2 separate regions of the Columba livia genome follow, and region 2 is linked to region 1. The links are chromatin contacts, called in public Hi-C maps. All regions are on one chromosome and are shown on one strand. The core of a region is the stretch at or near the end of the contact, and the rest is flanking DNA. Distances in the headings are between cores, read along the strand shown. Region 1 holds the start of FNBP1 (formin binding protein 1). Region 2 overlaps FNBP1 (formin binding protein 1).

The links. A called contact is a pair of places that touch in the nucleus more often than the background predicts.
Region 2: a Hi-C map of liver shows a contact between it and region 1, with 1.9 times the contacts expected there. The contact joins the enhancer-like site here to the promoter of FNBP1 in region 1. A contact is called at or near these places in 2 of 2 Hi-C or Micro-C datasets (crop and liver).

Annotation. Positions count from the first base shown.
Region 1 is chr19:5,075,931-5,082,396 of bColLiv1.pat.W.v2, reverse strand. FNBP1 (formin binding protein 1) reads right to left here and starts at 3,675. Exons shown (of 16, transcript XM_065035216.1): 1 at 3,386-3,675. The coding sequence starts at 3,409.
Region 2 is chr19:5,153,463-5,159,928 of bColLiv1.pat.W.v2, reverse strand. FNBP1 (formin binding protein 1) reads right to left here. Exons shown (of 16, transcript XM_065035216.1): 16 at 1-1,806. The coding sequence ends at 1,799. Among named protein-coding and RNA genes, the nearest start is that of USP20, 24 kb to the left of the region's middle. Within about 2 kb of position 3,273, at least 1 of the 3 cell types and tissues checked has an H3K27ac peak away from gene starts, as active enhancers do.

The sequences.
Region 1 (6,466 bases), core at 2,426-4,925:
GCAACCATGCAGCCACAGCTTCTCCCACTCAAAAGACAAGGACTGGAGTGCTGTGGTTTGTTTTAGCTCCATTTGCTGTGTAATTCCTACCATTTGCTTCAAGGGCTTCACACCACACAAAGGACATTGGTGGCAAGTGGAGCACACAGGAGCATTTTACCAGCTAAAGCACCCATTGAAATAGCTCTATGTGCTGTGCTCTGTGTTTTTCCACATTACCCAAGAGAGGAAAAGGGTGAAGGAGATCTGAGTGTGCCTTTACAGCCTGCTATGGACTGAGGGTACAAGTTGGGTCTGTACACTGGTATACATCATTTTTACTTACCACCTACATGAGTTAAGTATTTAGAAAACATCGCCAATTTCAAGAATCAAACATTAAATAAATATCTACTATATTGTCCTACCTGTTAGCCCTTAATGCTATTCTTGAACTGGGGTGAAAGCCAAAATGGTTTGGTCCTGTATCTGTACTTTGTCCTTCACCCACTGCTTCTTCCTCCAGCTCCTGTATGTGTCACGTCTAACGGGCAGAAAGACTTAAGCAGGGGTCGGGTAGACGGACAAAGTGCACAGAGCAGCCACTGCTGCCCTGTACAACGTGCTTACTCACAGGAAACTCACAGATGGTTCTGCGAGACCTTCAGGTTTTGCTCTGTAACACTGGATTGCTTGGAGGCCCCAGATGATCTCATTATCCCAGCCTTTGGCCTCATATGGGATGTAAATGCTGCATTAGTACCTCTAATAATTCTGCAGGTTATGGGTCCACTTACACTCACAGGGCAAATCCTGCGAACTCCTAAGTCTAGATTCAAGTGAAGTATCAACAGGAACATTGCAAAAACAGTTGCCAGGCAAAGGCAAAAAATACACTCACATCACAGGCTAGAAGTCTGTCTAGGGAATAGCTTAACATGTTGCCGAAGGGATTTTATTGCTTCTGAAGTATGAGGCTTTCTGCAACCAGTTTTTATTTTCCCCCAGAAATTAACAGAAATTCTACATAAATCCATGCACATTAACATTAGACACACTCTAGAGAGCAAGCTCTATTTTATTGCTTTGCTATGTTTAAAGGGGCGAATCACAAACACGCATCCAGTCCGGTAGATCAGCACATCGGAGACCCAGGGTGCAGGTCAAGCCTGATCCACAGCGCTCATCTTTCCAGCTAACTTCAAATTTCTGAACTACGGTTGGAAACTCTTGTAACCACATCAACTTCCAGTCCATCGAACCACAGACCGGTCACATTGTCAAACAGGCATTTGGTGCTTACAACACCTGCTCCTAAACACCCATTCCCTGACTACTGAAAATAAATACTAAATTCTAAGGTAAACAGAAGCTTAATTTTGTTTAAAAAACAAGCATGTCATGGTCAACAAAAGGAGGTTGTTTGTGTGGTTTCCTTTCCCAGTGAAAGGGAGAACATGGGGAGATAAATCAGCATTTTGGCCTAAATACCCAGAGCACTGGAAATCGAGGTGTTTTCAAAGCTCTGCCCAGTTTAAAATAAAGCAACTTCTGCCAATTTTATATCTAGAATTATTTATTCTGTTGGTGCAAACCTTTTCATCAGTAACGTGCTACACATCTCCAAGTACTACACTGGAGACATGAAAAAACAGCACTTTGATGCTGCTCAAGACAATAATTTCAACAACTTTTCTTATAAATAAAGCTATAAAAGCAGTTTGTAGCTGTTACAGAAGACAAATATGACTGCATACACACAGGCATAGATTACATAAACCAGAAACAACTATTGATAAACACTACTGCTACTTTTCTTGTGCAGAAACATCTCAGTATCCCTTGCACGCATTTAAGAATGTGATAACTAAGTCCATTTTGAGAATTCAGAAATTATTTTCCTGTCTCAAATCTGTTCCACTGTCTCTTGCTTAATTCCACCCAAACTACTTCATGTCCCCCCAATGCATCAAAGAGGCAAAAAAAGAAGCAACTGCAGATTTTCCCATATACACACCTATGCAGCAGAGCTGTTTATATACTGATGAATCAATAGAACACCACTAGAATATTTCATCAGTATGTATCACCTCTTGTATATTGGGAATATACAAACATACCATGTAACCTCTCAGTAAGCATCTGCTTCCTAATTTACTGTCTAGTTCTAACCAGATCCAGCTATAATGTGACTACAATGTCACAGCAAAATGGGATGCTTGCTTAACCGTCTACCAGAACAGAGCAGTAAACGCACCCAGTAAATGCAGCGACTGGCACATTTAAAACAATCATTTCTATACAGAGAGAGTTTAAAAGCTTCGATACGTTTACATCTTAGCTTGTGCTGGTTACTAGCCACAAAGAGCCGAGTCCAGGAGCGAAACCCTGCAGTGCTCTGCAATCCAGATGACCCTCTGCCACTCATCTCTTGACTTCTCCATTCAAAACACCATTTCCGTTTCCCTCTTCCACCCCCTCCCAAGCACAGATTTGTCTCCAGATTCCTCATGTCCCACCACTGAACTCGCACAGCGTCCTGTCCAGTCTCCCAACCCTCAGGAGCAGGTTCTGCTCCATGCTCCACCATCACGCTGCCAAACATGGCTGCATCACGTCCTCTTTGTGAGTGAATATGTATATTTTGCCTTTCAAGGCTTGTTTTATCTGCCTACCCTATTTTCTCCGATTAGCAAGGGACCATTTCAAATCGCTATCACCCACTTTTCGTTCCTTTTAGCACTTCGATATTTTCCAGTTACGTTTCAGCGTTAAACCAAATGCGTTTATACTTTCCATGTTCATTTAAAAAACAATCAAGGAGCTTTATACACCGAAATCGACCCCACCAGTAAAACGTACATATTTACACACAGAAAACTCTAACTAAAAACCTCCATTCTTCGAAACAAGCGTGGAGAGAAAAGCCTTCAACAGCAACTAAGGGACATTTTATCATCTGGCTTTTCTCCCCTGCAGCTCCCTCTCCTGAAATTGGACCCCCTTGGATATAAATCCAGCTCGGAGCAGCCTCTTACCGGAGCCACACAAACCCGCTCCGCTCCACAACCGCGGGCGCTTTTTGTACTGTGGAGCTTTTTGTTAAAAAAAATAAATCAATTAATAATAATTATAGAAAACTAACAAGTCTTCTCTGGGATTTCCCTGCGGAGGCTACACGGAAAAGTTTCTAGAAAGGGGTGACCTCCCGGAGAGAGCGGCCCCCGGGCAGACCCCCCGCGGTGCCCTCACAGCCAAGTCCCGGCCGCCCCGCCCGGTCTCCCGCCCCGCACCGGCCCCGGCCCCTCCGCACGGACCGTTATGACACGGGGCGGGCGCGGCGCTCCGCGGTAACGGCCGCAACGGCGGCCCCGCTCCCTCCCCTGTTCCCTCCTCAGTCACTCACCCACAGCTCCGTGCCCCAACTCATGGCTCCGCCGCGCCGCCGAGGGCCGGCGCTGAGGGGCGGGTGGGGGACGTTTGGGGTCTCTCTGTTCTTTGGCTGAGGCTCCTCTTCCCCTTCAGCTCTCCGCTCACGGAGGGCCGGGCCCCGGCAGGGCGAGGCGAGGGAATACGGAGAGGAACAGGACGGGGCCGGGCGCTGCTGCTTCACCGCCGCTCCCGCCTCATCGCGCCGCAAAATGGCCCGAGCGGCGCCGCGCGGGGAGGCGGTGGCGGAGCGGGCGGGGGGGGCGCTTGACAGCTCCTGGGCGGCACTGCGCAGGCGCGACTCGCGGCGGGGGGGGCGGTGTGAGGCTGGTACCACGCATGCGCGGTCGCCGCTCAGCGGGACACCGGACTCCGCGGGCAATGCAGGCGACGGCAGCGTCCGCACCAGCGTGTCTCCGGTGCCGCTCGGTTCAGCCGCTCTCAGCCCGCCCCGTTGTGAACTCACAGGCCGGTGGCAGCAGCCGGCTGGGTGAAGGGAGCGCCCCCCGGCCGCAGGGCGGCTGCGGCGGTCGGTGATCCCGGCCCCGCCCGCGCTCAGGTGTCTTGTCCCCGGTTGTCAGCGCTCGCTCCCCGAGCCAGGTGGAGCTGCTTTTTAAACAGGTGTGCCCATTCTGGCCACTTAAGAAGGGGGCAACCACCCTAGTGAAGAAGGAAGCCCACACCCTTCTAACGATTGCAGGGGCTGACTTCTTCAAACTCAGCTACTCATATATATATATATATACACACACACCCCCACCCCCCCACAACCAACCTAAATCTGGGAACATTAAGTCACCAACACACTCAACGAGCAAGCAGAAAAATAACTAAATTATCTGCCTTTGCATAAATGTGGGTTATTATAGTAATCATGCAGGCCTTGCAGAAAATGGCCCATCTCCTCGGCAGAGAAATAAGATTTATTTTGTGCTTGAATCCCTCTGTAACAGCATTTATTGGATCTCTGTCACCTAATCTGATTTTACATTTCTGTTTTTCAGCTACAAGAAACGTAAAAAGAGCTTATATTTATTGCTACATCTATTCATGAAAGATTTACGTGGTGGAAAATAAAAGGGAAGCGTATTATTCACCGGAGGAGAAAGGTATCTGCTTATAGAGGGTGTGGATCCTTTTGATGTCAGAGATAAAAAATGACCAGCTCCTATAAGCATTATCTCCTTTAGATTAATGCACTTCTTTCATTGACACTTGACTTCATTACCCTACACAAGAAAAGACAAGAAAAAAAAACTTAAGCAATTCCAACATTCAGAACAATGAAGACAAGTGTGTTATGTTAATAACTGAGTTATATTTATTTTTATCCTAGTGCAATGGATTTGAAGGTAAGAGTAGAATGCAGCTCCTCACACAGCTGACTGAAGGGAGGCAGGGAACAGGCAACACTTGTTTATCATTAAAACTTACTACTTTTAAGGACTGGCTTCATAACAATGAAGAGACACACTGTTGAGCTCATTTTACAGAATACTTCTCCCCACTGCTGCCAACATATTTAAATATCTGAGCCTGCCATGCTGCCTAAAGCACAACCACAATGTTTCAAGGGTTTGTGCTTCCACAGATTGTCATGGAAGGGGCAGCAAAGCCACTGTCCCGAGATACATGTCCATCCACAACACATTGCAAAAACAGACAAGGCGCTTGCATCATGACTTTTTGAGAGCTAAATCCATAAATGTTTGAGTAAAAAGAATGTACAGAGACCAAAGTAGTATCATCTGAGGTAAATTTGCTGTGGAATTTCCTTTTGCACAAAGAGCTGGGAGGGGAACAAGGCAAACCTGTTACACCAGCACAGGCAGGGAAACCTGTCTGCTCTGAGAGATAGAAATGCTCAACCAGTTCCAGAAAGATAAAGACCAGAAAGGCAAGTTTTGTATTATGACAGTGCATTAAAACCAACCGTGCCAAAACCTATGAAAAGTTATTAAAGTTTGTGTGGACAGAGGTTCAAAATAAACATTAAATAAAAATAATTCCTGATATTTCTGGAAGGGCACTTTTTCCTCTCTTTGTCTTTATTATTTACCTTGAAACTTGCCACAACAGGCACTGCCACTTACTTTATTACTTTCAGTTGTACAGTGCCCAAAACAGCAGGGCCTGCAGCTTCGTTGGTCGCTAATTACTAATGTAATTAGCAATGATAGGAGCATTAAGAGCCATTTATGCTGAAGTAGAATGCTGGAAAGCACAGTAGGTCCCAGCCTCAAAAGAATAATTCCAAATGACACTTAGAAATTACATTACCTATCACTTCACTACAGAATTCACACAATCTAAATCTGAGCAATACAGAAGCTGGTGGGAGTTTTCACTCAGTTGAACTAAAAACAAAACCACACAGACCTGTTATGTAGTTGTGGTCATTTTCCTGTAAATTCTGTGTTTATCTCTCCTGTTATGATGCAGAGCACTCCCAGAGGCAGATTAAGTACCCAAGTGGAAGTAATTCCATTTCCAGAACACCAGGACTTTGTTTAGGAAACCCCAGTCCCACTTGAAAGCAGCCAGATTAGCTGTTAAGTGATTCAGAAAGTATTTAAGGAAGACAAATCCCCGAACTACAGTTCAATCTAGATCTTTTTCTCCGGGTTTGTTTACTTACACAAAGCAAGAAAACTCACAACTTCCAAAACACGTATGAGCCTTTCTAGCTTCCAGGACATAAGAGGAAAAGGACCCACCTTTCCCCCCTGGAGTTATGACCCTTGCAGCTGCTTCCCTTTTAGTTTTATAATTCTACACAAATCACCCATACCCAAAACAAGGAACAGAGATGTTGCTTGTAACCTCTCATACAGTGGGACCAAAACAGCACAGGGAAAGGAAGAGGACACACCTTTCCCTGAGGCCATCATCATCATCACAGCTGTTTCCTTTCTGCTGTTCCAACACTGCATACACAGCAGGGAACCTTGGGTCTCTTTAAATGCCTTATCAGGGCTCAGAGTGGCCTAATTATGGCCTGATTAAGACCTGATAAACCTTAACAGCCCTGACCAGTCTCACCTCTGGTCTCCTCCCA
Region 2 (6,466 bases), core at 2,024-4,523, 78 kb before region 1:
TGAGGGACCACACTGTGAAAAATAAAAGTTGGTGTCTTGAATGGAGAGAAAAGGACAGAGTTATGAACACAAGGTGTAAGCCAACTCAAAAATTACTTTATCCAGAATGGGGACGAGCGAGGAAAACCCCAACCATGGGGAGAATTGGGTTCCTGGACACGTTTCCATGTGCTGCCCCTGCATAGAACACCGCAGGCAGCAAAACCAGACACACAGAGGTTTCATTTCAGGGTCACTGCCTGTACTGGTGTCCATGGAAATGTTCTCAAATTCTGGGCATTTTTACAAAAGATGCTGAAGTTCCCTACAAGAAGTAGATTTGCCCAAATGTGGTGATCTATGAGTAAATTAGGCTCTCAAGAGCTATTCAGTAGCAACCGACTTATGGGGCTCAAACGTGGACAAGATGATTGTGAAATCCCAGCAATGGTAAAGATTCAGGGGAAGCCAAGAGTCAGAATTTAGAAGTTTTGAAAGCAATTGACCTTTTCCTAGGCAGCTGAGGTCCAGATCATGAGATATTTGGAGATATAAGGTGCAGCATCACTTATCGTGCCACTTCTGCTTCAAATAAAACCATGTGAGAACAGGATGGCTGAGGAATAAGTCACAATTCCTGTCTGGCTTCTGGGTCGAGGTCCAGTCCACGACAAGGTGGGAGAACGAAATGGAGTGCAGTTTCTTTATTTTTTTCTCTTTTATTTTTCTAAAAAACTCCTGTTATTCAAACATGGACTGATGAGAACGCACAGAGGTCATGCAAAAGGAGAAGGCAGGTCTGAAATGCTGAAAACAAAACCAAAAACCAAACCAACAAAAGAGAACTCCAAAGAGATTAACAACCGCGAGCCACAGGATAAGGTGGCCCGGGGAAGGTGGGCACAGGCAAGGCAGCAGGGCGAGCATGCAGACTGAAACCAGAGCAAAACGGAGACCGTGGCGGCCAGCAAAATGGGGCATCAAACCGAAATGCCACTGTCTGTGTTTGTGTGTGTCTGTGTGTGCGTGAGGAAGAGGAGGGAGAGAGGAATGGGGGATAAAGGGGTGGGGGCAGACAGAACAAGAAGGAAAACAAGCGTACATACGTGAGCTTGAAGGCTTTCAGGAAACAGCAAGGTCAGAGGGGTTTAATACTTGGCATGAGCATCAGCCTAGATTTAAAAACAAAAATAAAGGCTGACAAGTATTAGTGACCTTTTGGGGAAAGCAGGATATCGAATAATGGATCAAATGGAATATCTGCAAATTCAGAGCCCAGTCCAGCTGCTGTGACGCTGCTCCCAGGAGCGGCTCCCACAGCGACCGGCTCCCTCCCGCTCTTGGGGGAGACGACCCGCAGGATCCGCGCTAAAGGCACCGTGTGACATGCTGAGGGACCAGGGCACACATTCAGATGGACCGAGGGACAAGGGGGGACAGGAGACAGACCAGGACATGCGTGGGACTCTGGTTACCCTTTGCGAAGGGCAGCCAGCAGTTCTTTGACCGGCACTGGGAGGAATCGGGTGGGGGAAAAGTGTTGGTTATGTTTTCCAGAGGGGCTTTGCCAAGGTGGTGAAGGGTGGGAGAGGCCGATAAGTTAATCCGAGCCACAAGTAGCATGCCATGGAACAGAGCAAGCGTCTGAACGGGACGGGGATGGAATTTAGGCCTGAATTTTTCAAGTGGGAACTCCAGACACGACTGGGAGTCTGGCTTTCCGTGGGCGTGTGTTAACTGCCTGCAGGGTAAACAGACCATTTTGTTTCTCCTTCTGTGACAAGCTCGCCCCGAGGTTCTTGCACCAGCGCAAACACCTTTAGGAATCTAAAACATAAGAAAGACAAAAAAGAAAGAGACTGGGTTAGAAAGAGGCTGGGGAACGTGGGATCCCTTCAGAGCGGCACTGCCTGCCAAAGGTTAAAGGAATCGCGGCGTCCAAGCGCCTGCCATGTCAGGAGGGGACACTCAGTGTCACCATTGCCCCTCGGCCCTGCCAGCAACGAGCATCACTGGGATCAGCACGTCAAGGTTTAAAGCAAGGCGACAATAAACATCACCAGGACACCAGGTCCAGGAGCGCAGCCCTGCCAGCCCTGCTGAGTCCACAACAGAGAAAGCAAACAGCTTTTCAATGGTCAGTCTGCAAAGAACTGTATCTGCCCAAGTGACAGCTCCAGACACCGTTAACGACACCAAAGAACAACAACAGGAAGCCAAAACATCAAGAATGTTGCAGACAAGCCCTGACTGGCTGTGCCTTACACACCAGGCTGCAAAGACACCTCGTTCTTAAGGGAAGTCGAGAAATAAGCAGGTGAGCAGATGCAGTCTCAGCCCCTAAGCCCAGCCTGGGACGGCCCTGGGCCCCCTGGCCGAGGGTGAGTTTTCTCCATGGCCAAGCGAAGCTGCAATCCAGAAGTGTGGGTTGGCCACAGACACCATGTCCAGGGAATACAGGAGGAGTCCAAACTTCCCTCGCGTTCAAGAGGGCAGGGGAAGAACCTTCTGACCTCCCTTGCACCCACTTCCACAAAAAACAGCACCAAAGAGTTTTCATAGAGACACAACATTTTTCCCAAAAAGGAACTGCAGTTATAACTCAGTGTGGGAAGCAAGTGAAAAGCAGCTCTGGGCCACTTGCTTTCTGTTAGTAAAGTGAAACTTAAATAAAATGCCATTAAAAAAACTCACAGGAATGAGAAAATATAATGTTTATTAGAAGACGACACCATGGTACATTGAGCTATAGCGAGATTCCTGACAGATGATGATTCTTTAAAAAAATAAGAACAGAAACAGAACAATCACACTGGCCAGAATTAACAAACCTTAACACAAAAGAGAAGTTTCTACGCAAGTCCAACCAGATACAGGCAGCTGAATAACCAAAACCACTTATCAACGTAAGAGGGACTGAAGAGCCACCAAAACACCAGCTAGGTTAAGGAGAACAGCCTATAAACCCATTTATACTTACACATATATAAAAGGATAAAAACAATTCAAATTCAAGTAACTTTAGTTTTTAAATTATGTTATATACAATTATTTTTTTATACTGGGAGAACTACGGGCAAGTATTTAACAAAGGATCTTAAAAAAGCCACAGTCCAGTTTATAATTACTGTTCCCTAAATAATTTGGCAAGCATTAAATAATCAGATATATCCTAGATAAAAAGTGCATCAGCATGGTTAACTTTTGCCTATTTATTTATTTATATAAGTCAAAGCTCCGCATAACAGTTACAGCAAACAAACAGCAGAGCTGCGAGGCTGAAATCAGAGCTGCCTATAGGGATTTACGTATATAATCGGGGTGAGGAGGAACAGGCCCACGGCGGCAGAGGAGCCGAAACGCTAATCAGCCCATGGCTCCAACATTGTTTTTCACGAAGTTTAACTTCACAAAACAGCCTCTATTCCTCTATTCCTCGCATGCACCCAAACAGCCCGTCTGTCTGGGGGACTTTTTGTTGGGTGCAGTGGAGAATTCATATAAAACTGGTTCTTTCACGCAAGTTCTTTTGTGTATCGCGCTATTTCACAACATCCCTCAGTGAGACACGGTTTTGTTGCCAAGAAGATGATGAGGTACCAATTCAATAACACAGAACGGTCAGTCTGGAACAAAATGACCCAACTAGTTCTCGTATTGGACAGTTGTCAGCACCAGGTTTGATGGGTGCAGAACAGCCCTGCAAGAAGCTGCACCTCCGTGTGCATAGAGTTTTTTTCCTCATCCCTAAAAATCAGAGGTTGGTGTAAGCCCCAAAACATCAGTTTACATCCAACAGATCCAATTCTTAGTCTGCCTGTTTTTAAGTATTTATAATTGCAAAGAGAACAAACTGTGTTGGCTCTCATTTATGAAGGACGATAATGCTGTTTACAACTAAATTCAAACTGTGTTGGCTTTCATTTATATTAGGAAGGACAATAACACTGTTTATAACTAAATTCGTACAGTCGGGCCAGAACTTTCATGGGTAGCGACACACATTTAAATTTCAAGGTGAACTTACACAGCAGCTGAGCACACAGTACCTAACCCAGTCTGTCACTGCTGGAGAAAAGACACGTGCGTTCATCTCTTCTAAAGAAAACCTTCTGAAACAGAGCTCTTAAAACAACCGTAGCAGCAAATCGGTAGAATAAAAGATGAACAGGCCTATGCAAACCTACTCAGAGATTTTTATGAAGTGATTTGTACATATTTAGGAAAAAAAAAAGGGCAAAACAAGATAGACGTTACTGTTCTTTTTTGTGCTAGGGTTTGCTAACAGGCTCTGAGTGGAGGGGCTGCTGGAAAGCTCACCAGCAGCCCTTGCGCAGGGCATGCAGACCTGGTTGGCCGCAGCACACGACTTACCTGTCTTGCTCGCCTCGGGTTCGACAGCAAAGCCCTGACTGGAAAAGCTCAGCAGCAGCTTTTCGCAAAGTGTTTCCCAGCCGCTTTCTGCAGGCAGAGCCACCTCTGGCTCACAGCACAGACACAGCCTACATCTGCGCCAGAATCGGTTCTGCAGGCTCCAAGAGCCGCGAATGCACTTGGAGCTGGTGCGAATCCTCCCGCCCATCACGCAAAACGAACCTTGAGATGCTCGAGCTGCTTTCCAAAACCAGGAAAGAGCTACCAAAGTTTGTAAATGCTTTAGCGCTCAGTGTCATTTTCAGGATACTCATCGTTTCCATTTTAGATACTTGATACAAGGTTTGTCTTTTCAACACAGCAGCATTTCCCCCAGATCTTTATACTGCTGCTGGGACAGTTTATGGAAAGTTCTCTTTGAGATTTTCTTTTTAACTAGAGAATTGACAAATAATATAGGTGAATATTATGGTTCCTTTAGATTAGATATTCCCAGATACATTTGATTTTGCTGCAGCTGTACCAGCCTTCACTCCCAGCTCAGACTGCATCTTCACCATCACTGAGCATCGTCCTACAACTAACGTAATACCATTAACACGCTAATATGACTTTTCTGGCTGGTTATTGCAATACACCTGCAACATTCTCTCCAGAGGGGTAATTTAAAGGCAAACTTTGGTGAGTTCAGTTAGCAGGACCATCGGAGTTTCTCACCCCACCCAGAGACGTGTTTTGCTTCATCTCCCACCCAACCTGCTGCTCTGCTCATAAATACGCGATTTGCCGTAACACCCCACGGATGTGAACCCCGCTGCGTATCCAGGGCAGCAGAGCCGTGCCTACTGCTTAAGACAGATTTAGATGCCAGACTATATTGGCCGTTTCAAGCAGCCTACACCACTGAACACCACATTTTCCAACTCTTTCCACATTGCTTTCAACTATTGCCACACGCTAAGCAAGTTGATCTCCACAGGAGAGAACTCGGGGATAAGACAGGATCTCCCATCCTGGGCTTTCTGCCGTGTTCTGAACACAAAGTGAGGAGAACGTACAAGGCAAATTCCTCTTTCAGTGGTGAATAAACAGCTGACAGAGGGGCTGGGGTTTTCACACTCCTGCATTTAACTGACTCTGTGTGTGCCAACACAAACAGAACTACCCTATTATGGCAAAATGAAACAAGATCCTGGACTTCCATCTGGAGCAGACAAGGCACAGTGCTGTGTGATGCTGAATCTGAGACTGATCAAGTTGTAGTGTTTGTTTATGGACAGTCCTTCCTCTCCTCCTACTGTCCCTAAATCCCAATGAGAGGAGTTCAGTTTTCTTTTAAATTGGATGAGGCAACTTGTTTCACACCAAGAACTCCAAAGTCTAGGAAACACAACAATAATCTGAAGGATTAAGCGACTGAAAAAACCCCACACCAATTATTTAACAATGGACTTCAAAAACATCCTGATTTGAAACAGGACTAAAATCTTTCAATTTCTGGGTTATTACATTAGCAGGTGTCCAGAGAGCTGGAAGAGCAGATATTCCATCCAGGATTCCCCTGCAGCACCACTGCTTACACAACACACCTGTTGGTGAGGAGTTAAAAGCAACACCAGAAGATTGCAGAGCCTGAGCTCTGAATGTCTCCCTTGATCTCACGTGACCAAAGATTAAACCATTAGTTACGGTCACCTGCAACAGCAAATAACATCTGAAATGTATCAAGGTGGGAAAGAATAGAGGATCTATCTTAATGTTTTACTGATTTATCAAGGACCACAAAGTTCTGCGTAGACGGGTTTTGTCAAGATCTCTCCTTCTCCTTCCAAACACACTAACTAAATGACAACCAAGTTTCAAGCGGAAAGCTCCACAGAATACATTAGGCTCTGAAAAACCATCAAACAGAGACACAAAATCACAGTCTAAGTGTTTCCTACATAACATTCCACTGGGACAAACAGCTGACCTGTGAATGTGTCTGAGATGCCACCTGGATGTCTGAGAGCCCACGTTATTCCAAACGGGTTTGTGTTTCCTGCACTGAGCTGGGTGTGCAATGGCAGCGACGCCTGGACAAGCACTGTCTAGGGAAGGCTGCGTTCCCCCT